2 separate regions of the Mus musculus genome follow, and region 1 is linked to region 2. The links are chromatin contacts, called in public Hi-C maps. All regions are on one chromosome and are shown on one strand. The core of a region is the stretch at or near the end of the contact, and the rest is flanking DNA. Distances in the headings are between cores, read along the strand shown.

Region 1 (4,262 bases), core at 1,002-3,501, 190 kb before region 2:
CATATAGGTAGAGTGGGGCCACAAAGTGGGGCCTCGGTAGAAGCACATATAGTGGTGACACATGTGCACAAGCACAACAATAAAGAATAAATAATTTTTTTAAAAAAGGATGATCTAAAAAATGCTGTAGCTACAGAGCTGTGAGCCTGACGTGTCCCAGCCTTTTACACAGCTGGCCAGAGTGCCTCCCTAATATGCTTTGGCATGCCTGCCTCAGAACCTGCAGGGAGCTCTTTGGTGCACATGATCTTGATGGAATGGCACAGTTGGCTTACAGACATCTGAAGAGAGATACCACAAAGAAGATACACGATATACAACTTGTCTCAGAAGTGGGTACTTCCCAGGACTGGAGTAGAGCTAGGTTGTAGAGCATTTACCTACGGTGAAGGTGGCCCTGGGTTCCATCTGGTGCTGAAGAAATGTGGCTACTTTTCACAACAACATCAGCTTTTGTCAACTTTAGGAATCCTGAAGAAAATCTTAGTTTTGCAAATATGTATACGGAAAGAGATTGATTTCATTGTGAGCACAGAGCTCACTCACAATGCTGAGGTAATTCCCTTGGTTATCAAGCTGAGGAAATTCTATTAATTTTAAGAATTTAATAGTTCAGTTTGTAATTTTTAAAAGGCTAAAACTGTCAGCTGACAGAATAGGACAAGGCTACAAAGAATAAAATAGTTCAGTTTTCTCAACAGCCTCCTCTGGCAGGGCTGGGGGTTTCACAGAGCACCATACTACTGAACAAGCTTAGAATAGAAAGATAAACCAGGGAGCAGTGTGTCAGCCCAGACCATGATTGGCCCGATGCTGGCATTCATCTAACATTCTCTATAAACACTGTAGTGTGGCTGCATCTGAGTACTCACTATTTGAGCACTGGAATTGTGCTTGTTTGCATGGCTGATAAACTTTGTATTAACTTGTAACACACAGAAAAGAGCACTGATAATAAACATGCCCTGCAGTGACTATTCAACTAAGTAAATAGGCCTGTGTGTCATCACATAAATAGAGGCTGGGGGTGTGGCACATGCCTGTAACCCCGGCATTCAAGAAGCTAAAGTTGAGGCGGGCGTGGTGACACATCGCATGCCTTTAATCCCAGCACTCAGGAGGCAGAGGCAGGTGGATTTCTGAGTTTGAGGTCAGCCTGGTCTACAAAGTGAGTTCCAGGACAGCCAGGGCTATACAGAGAAACCCTGTCTCAAAATACCAAAAACAAACAAACAAACAAAAAAGAAGATAAAGTTTAAGGGTGGCAGATTCAAATTCAGCCTGAGCGACATAGCAACTTTGAGGCCAGCAGAAGCTATATAGTGATACTGTGTCTCAGAGACGGAGGGAGGCAAGAAAGAGAGGGAGGGAGGGAGGGAGGACAGGAGTTACCAATTATCTGCTGTGTTGTTCTTCAACTTAAAAGGGATACTCAATAATTTAGTAAGAATGAAATCCACTTTATCCTTAAAAATCTCTAGACTTTGTAACTCTACTATATGAGAGGATCTGTGCTGAGTAGCCAATCCCACCTGTTAGAGTCATCTTTAAATCGCCAGTTGTTTGTTGAAAGAATAAAGGAATGAACAGCTAAGCCAGCATTCACGTCCAAGTACCAAGGCAATGAAGGAGAAAGAGTGCACACTGCTCATGTTAGAAGAACCTTCACTTCCTTTAACTCACTGGGCATGATTCCTGTGACCTTGCCACAGGGTGTTAGCAATGTTCCTAGCCCAGGTGTCATTTTTGTTTGGTCCAAGTGTGAAAAAAAGGTAAAGATGAACTTCCCATGGAACACCCAGGTGAAAGCTCCCTTCCCCAAGATACAGTTTGCACAGGGTAGGAATTTATGCTTCCAGATTCTGGCCAGGATTCTGATGTCACAGACAATTAAATATAGCTTGTCAAAGGTGAAGACTCACAACTATTCTTCTCTGAGGTTCTGACAACACACACACTTTTTAAAAAAGTCCAGCTGCAATTCAAGGTGCAGTCTGCGGCCATAGAGCAGATCAAAATAACCCCAGGGCCCCACAACAGTCAACTGTTGGCATCATTCCATGGCCTGAGGAGCTGGCCAATCAAACCAGGAAGGGATTAATGCCTAACTAGAATGTGAATTGTTGCTTTCCAATAGAGCAATTTAAAGATTAAGGGGGAAAAACTCCTGGGCAGTCTGGTCCCACTGCCATGCAGTTCCACTGGCAGCTTTGATGAATAACTATCGCTTCAGCCACTGGCTCTCTTCTCTCACCTCTGGGCAGTAGTTTTTGTTGCCAGTGGCAGAGCCAGCTGTGAGGAGGGACTGGATTGGTGCAGAGCCCTCTGCTCTGCTTCCAGTCTCTGCTAACAGCTACCTGCTTCACAGCTAATTGTGCAGACATGTCAGGGAGATCCCTGATGGAATTCCCAGCCCCTGGCCCTTGCAGGTAAGACTTGTCAGGACTCTGCCTCGAAGCCATCTGTTGGGGAAGTAGGTGGTTATCCATCCACCATCTGTTGTGGAGGTGGGAGTCCATCCACACTCAGAAAGAAAGCTCACTGGGCATGCAGATGAACTGGATGCTACGACAGCAGATACTGCCAGAAAATAGGACAAATGGAATTTTAGAAAAGAAGTTGTTCTGCTTCTACTTAAAACAAGGACACATGGTGGATCATTGCACTGGGTCTTTCCTTTGAGAGGCATCCTTCTGTCCTTCTCCTTTTATCTCTGATTACAACACATACTTGCCTGCTGCTTCCCTTCCCTCCTCCAATTGCTGGCATGATGCCAATGGAGAGACACCCACTTCATTTGTTCCTTGCAATGTGCTGCCTTGCTTGTGGCCCATTCAATGACACCAAAAAAGGAAGCAAAGGTCTGGCATGGTCAGATGAGCAATAGAGGTTCTCTCTCTCTCTCTCTCTCTCTCTCTCTCTCTCTCTCTCTCTCTCCCTCCCTCCCTCCCTCTCTCCTCTTTCTTTCTTTCTTTCTTTCTTTCTTTCTTTCTTCCTTCCTTCCTTTCTTCCTTCCTTTCTTTCTTTCTTTCTTTCTTTCTTTCTTTCTTTCTTTCTTTCTAAGACAGGGTTTCTTAGTGCAGCCCTGACTGTCACTCTGTATGTAGACCAGGCCAGCCTCAAACTCACAGAGATCCACCTGACTCTGCCTCCCAAGTGCTGCGATTAAAGGTGTGTGCCACCACCACCTAAATAGAGGGATTTTTCATTGTGATCTTCTGTTATGTGCATTCATAAAGAAACCAAGATACAACTAATTCTCTGTAAAACTGTATGATGATGTCTAAGACATATGATTTAAAGAATTTTTAGAGAGTTAGACTTTTTTCCTAAACTACAAATTGATTTTTGACTCATAATTACTTTGTACTGTGATAACTTAAGGTTTGCTATTCACGTGGAAAGTCTCAAAGTTTAGCTTCAAACACTGTTAGAAAAAGTGTCCCAACAAAACACCCATGGAAGGAGTTACAGAGACAAAGTTTGGAGCTGTGACGAAAGAATGGACCATCTAGTGATTGCCATATCCAGGGATCCATCCCATAATCAGCTTCCAAACGCTGACACCATTGCATACACTAGCAAGATTTTGCTGAAAGGACCCAGATATAGCTGTCTCTTGTGAGACTATGCCAGGGCCTAGCAAACACGGAAGTGGATGCTCACAGTCAGCTATTGGATGGGTCACACGGCCCCCAATGGAGGAGCTAGAGAAAGTACCCAAGGAGCTAAAGGGAACTGCAGCCCTATAGGTGGAACAACATTATGAACTAACCAGTATTCCGGAGCTCTTGTCTCTAGCTGCATATGTATCAAAAGATGGCCTAGTCGGCCATCACTGGAAAGAGAGGCCCTTTGGACTTGCAAACTTTATATGCCCCAGTACAGGGGAACGCCAGGGCCAAAAAGGGGGAGTGGATGGGTAGGGGATGGGGGGGGGTATGAGGGACTTTTGGGATAGCATTGGAAATGTAAATGAGGAAAATACCTAATTAAAAAAAAGAGAGAAAAAATATTAATAAGAAAAACTGAAAAAAAAAAGTGTCCCAGACGTAATCTCCCCTTTTGGTGATGTGCCCAGGAAACAGGGTCATTGGTTTCCAAATACAGTTCATATATATAGAGAGAGATCTTATTTATATATAAAAAGTTCTACTTGAATCTTTGTCCCCTTAACTGTATTATCATTTTTGATTGTTTGTTTGCTTGCTTGCTTGCTTTTTAATTCTAAAACAAAACAGTATGATGGCACATGCCCATAA
Region 2 (4,254 bases), core at 714-3,213:
GTGCATCCATTTTAATTGTATACTTGTAGGCATTCTTTGAGTATTCCAAATGGAAAATTTGGTGGCTACAGAAGTATAGTCGGTGCCCACTGACCTTGCCTTTCCAATCCTTACGACCTCTGTTAAGGTTCTTATTTCACTGCAGTCTGAGTGAGTGATACTTTGTTTTTAATACTTTGAACTCTCTCTTAAGCATTTTGCTGTGTTCTTTGTCCATGAAGGTGCTGCACTGTGGATATTAAGATGCTCTTTTGATTTATCAGTCACAGCCAAAGCTACAGTTTGCCTATCATTATTTGGGCCTGCGGTTTGAGACCAAGACGAGTATTTTTCTTGTGATATTTATTTTGATTTTCATGGGTCTTAGTGTAAAGTCTGTGCCTTTCCAGTTACTGTGTAGCAGAAACCAGCTCACTTATGGTGTCCGTCTTGAGTGTCTTGAGTTGGTCCATAACTATGCTCTGGCCTGGAGTTGGCCCCGTGGAAGCTATGTAATACTTTCCAAACCAAGAATAATTTTATATTTTTACAGGTTTGTTTAAAAAGAGAAAGAGAAAGAACACACCAGATACTGTAGGTACTTAAGAGCCCTAAATATTGACTGCTAGTTCCTTACAGGTGCTCATCATATGTGTTGTTCTGTTCCATTGGTCGTTTGTGTTGTTTGCTTTTTCAGACAGGATTTCTCTGTGTAGCCCTGATTGTCCTGGAACCTACTATGTAGACCGGGCTGGCCTCCAGAGTTCAGCCTGCCTCTGCCTCCCTTGTGCTGGGATTAAAGCCCAACACCATGCCCAGCCCATTGGTCATTTTATTTGCATTGAGCCAACACTGCTTCTGTTTGCTGTGGCTTGATAAATGATTCTATCTATAGTGCATCCTTCATTTGCTTGACTGAGATCTAACAGTGCTTTGTCACGAATCTGCGTGCATGACGTTCCAGATTAAACCCACAAAAAGAAAAGGAAAAAAAATTCTGACAAATTTTGTTCATTATGTACTATCATAAAAGCTTTAGAATTGGGTTTTCAGTTGTTAGAAATTTTCTTGTGTATGCGTTACAAAATTTAAATGTTGAAAAACACTTGCCTTCAGGAGGCTGAGGCAGAGACAGGTGTGTCTGAATTTGAGGCTAGCCTAGACTGTACGAGATCAGTATCTATTCAGGATTTCCAGTACCACTTTCTCAGGAGATTTATTGGCCCTATAGGAACTGAGCACAGGGAATAAGAGAGAAAGCAGGGAACGAGGGAGACGGGGAGAGAGATTTGTCCAGATGACAAAGGACTGCCTCTGGATAGAGAGGAGACACGTGTGGCACATAGCAAAATGGCTGTTTATAAAGGTAAGAGGGGAAACCCTGTGTTAGGATGAGGTGTTTAATTGGGCATGTTAACTAGGGAAGCCAAAGGGGGCTTTTGATTGCTGGACTTTGTTAGCTGGACCTTGGTAGTCAGCCTTGGGAGGAGAAAGTGGCCGAATAAGGAAATAGACCTTGGGGGCTAGCTTCAGGAATGTAATCTAGTGATTTTTAGTAAGGAAAAGGGAATTGGTTAGAAGGACCAGGCCTGCCACAGCCTTTTTGCCATGCTCGAGTTCCTTAATGGGTCACAGAGTGAGTTCCAGGACACCCAGGCACACATAGAGACAGAAACCCTAACACAAAACAAAAGCATCCTTGCCATGTTGAATCTTGTAGTGTGTGTCTCAGATTAATTGGTCAGCATCTATTGGAATACCCCTTAGGTTTTTCTTCATCTTTTGATATAGTGAATATATATTGATTAGATTTTTAGATGTAACCAATGTTGTGACCAAACCAAGCTTGTTTGCATTGTTGTGCTCATCAGCCTCTTGGCTCGGTCTTCTATTTGAAGATTTTCACTTCTCAGCTCAGTGACTGTGTGTTGTCATCCGCAGACACGGAGTGGCAGCAGCTAAGCGAGGGGAATGGGTGACTCATGCCGAGAGTTAGCAGAGAATGATCGCAGTGGATAAGAACTGAGGAGGACTGGGAAAGGGCAGTGATACAATCTGGTCCTAAGGGAAAACGTGAAGGAAAGATTTGTCAGTAAAAGCCTCACCCTTCAGTCTGGATCCAAGGAAGACTCAGCTGGGCCGTAAAGCAGTGGAGGAGTTCAGGGAGCAGTCTTCTTGATGAACACCACTTTGGACAACAGTGGGGACATGCCTACTTAATGGGGACATGGCAGTGGGCTGATGGCTGGCTACTGCAGAAGGTTCTCAGAGGGATGTCTGGCACAGTGCCTCTGTGATGCTCGCCAGCCCGGAACACCTTGCTTTCCTTCCTAGCCTTTGGAGACTGGTAGGCTCTTTACCTTGTCTAGCTTTCCTGAGAGCAGGAGTTGACTCTGAAGCCGACTTTTACTTTATGTATTTAGAAACTTTTGCTTATTTATAGATAATGAAAAATTTGATTTTTTTTGTTGTTGAATCTTCTTTAAATTTATTTTCATTTGTATTATGTGTATGAGTGTTTTGCCTGCATATATGTCTGTTAGTCACTTTCACCCTCGGTGGCCAGAATAGGGCATTAGAACAGTGGTCCTCAGCCTTCCTGATGCTGTGATCCATTACTACAGTTTCTCATGCTGTGGTGACCCCAACCATAAAATTATTATTGTTACCACTTCATAACTATAATCTTGCTACTGTTATGAATCATAATATAAATATCTGATGTTCAGGATAGCTGATATGCAACCCCTGTAAAAGGGTCTTTAGACACTCAAAGGGGTCTAGATGTACAGGTTGCGAACCACTGCCCTAGAACTAGAGTTACAGATGGTTGTGGGCTGCTTTTTAGGTGCTGGGAATTGAACCTCTGTCCTCTAAGAGGACAGCCAGTGCTCTTAAACCACCAAGCCCTCTCTCCCACCCTTTGTTTAATCTTTGTTGTAAGAGTCTGTTGATTCAGGGATTCTTAAAAGTTTGTTTGTTTGTTTGTTTGTTTATTTTCTCTTCATGCATTCTGTTTGGTAAGTTAAGTAATGTATATTCATTCTTTTAGTAGTTAGTTTGGAAATGCTCCTTCTCTTTCTGCTGCCTGTCTATGATTGCTGTGCTGTGTTGGAATCAGTTTTGATTTAATGAAATGCCTTTGTTTTGCCCCCATTTTTGCTTTGTCCATTCTCTACTAATCTTGGAGATACAACTCTCTTCTTACTTGGCTTCTGCTGTGACTCGTACATAAGTTGGTTATACCTTTGCTGAAGGTAAGCACAGGCACACGTGCACGCTGTCACACCCATGCGCTGTAAGGTTTTCTCTGCACCTTCAGTGCTCAGCCATTTCCTGACAGTGAGTGTAGCTGAGGGCTCTGGTGTTGGGTGAGTGGAACTTCTTGAGACTGGAGAGCCTTTGCTCCTCAAACTTTACCACAGTCTGTGTAAATACTGCAATTCAGTATTTTCATTTCTTAAAAATGTCTAGATTTTCATATTTTTGTTTGAAATAAAGAAGCTGATGGAAAAGTGGTAGGCAGTTTCAATTTTTGAAGGGTTATTTTGTAGGTTTCATAGCTAGTAAAAGATTGAAGATATGTTCATTAATAACACTGTGGAAATCCTTGCTCCCCAGAACAGCCTGTTGATTGTTCCTGTCTGTGGTAAGTTAGGTGAGAATTCCTGCCTCTTGATTAACCTGTTCCGAGAAACTAAGGCACTAACACAAGTTTGATACTGGGAAATAAGGAAACAAGAAGCAAAAATTGGTTATTAGATTATGCAAAGTAAAATATCGAGTTGTTGAGTATGGACTTTCCCTCGTAGCTCCCTCTGTGCTTGCCCCTTCCGCATCCTCCTCCTCTCTTTTTGTAGAATCAGGATTTCCTTATGTTGACTTGGCTGCTTTTGGACTCCTGGGCTCAAGTGACTCCTGTCTCAGCCTCCCAAGTCAAGTGCTAACTACAAATCCACCCCATTTACTTATCATTATGTTTTTGAAACGATTTCTATGAATTCTTCTCAGAGAAAAGATGATGAAGGACAGAAAATGCGTCCTGTGACTGAGTTTTTCATTAAGTAGGTACCGGGTACATAGTAGGAGCTTGTATGCACAGTGCCTGTTGGGTAAGGGGAGGATGCTGACACCTTTTGTCATGGCCACCATGGCCTGTTCCTAAGTGACTGCTCTGTGTCTTCCTTCTCCCTCCCCATAGCCCGGGTAACTCAGGGTTAGTGGTACCTAGTGATTTAGAAACCATATTTCAAATAACTAAGAAAGTCTTTAAGA

Evidence for each region. Hi-C and Micro-C count contacts between places; a contact is called where the count stands out from the background.
Region 1: a Hi-C map of cerebellum shows a contact between it and region 2, with 1.7 times the contacts expected there. The contact joins two enhancer-like sites. A contact is called at or near these places in 8 of 484 Hi-C or Micro-C datasets (the 3T3-L1 cell line, 3T3-L1-derived adipocytes, the HPC-7 cell line and 4 more) and 2 of 115 datasets of contacts at active chromatin or transcription factors (bone marrow-derived macrophages and embryonic stem cells).

What each region holds. Positions count from the first base shown.
Region 1 is chr2:21,089,685-21,093,946 of GRCm38.p6, reverse strand. It overlaps the pseudogene Gm13377. Among named protein-coding and RNA genes, the nearest start is that of Enkur, 110 kb to the left of the region's middle. Within about 2 kb of position 2,251, at least 15 of the 459 cell types and tissues checked have an H3K27ac peak or open chromatin away from gene starts, as enhancers often do. A contact at or near this core is called in cerebellum, where this site is marked.
Region 2 is chr2:20,901,175-20,905,428 of GRCm38.p6, reverse strand. The region is part of intron 3 of Arhgap21 (Rho GTPase activating protein 21); the gene reads left to right. Among named protein-coding and RNA genes, the nearest start is that of Arhgap21, 64 kb to the left of the region's middle. Within about 2 kb of position 1,963, at least 30 of the 459 cell types and tissues checked have an H3K27ac peak or open chromatin away from gene starts, as enhancers often do. A contact at or near this core is called in cerebellum, where this site is marked.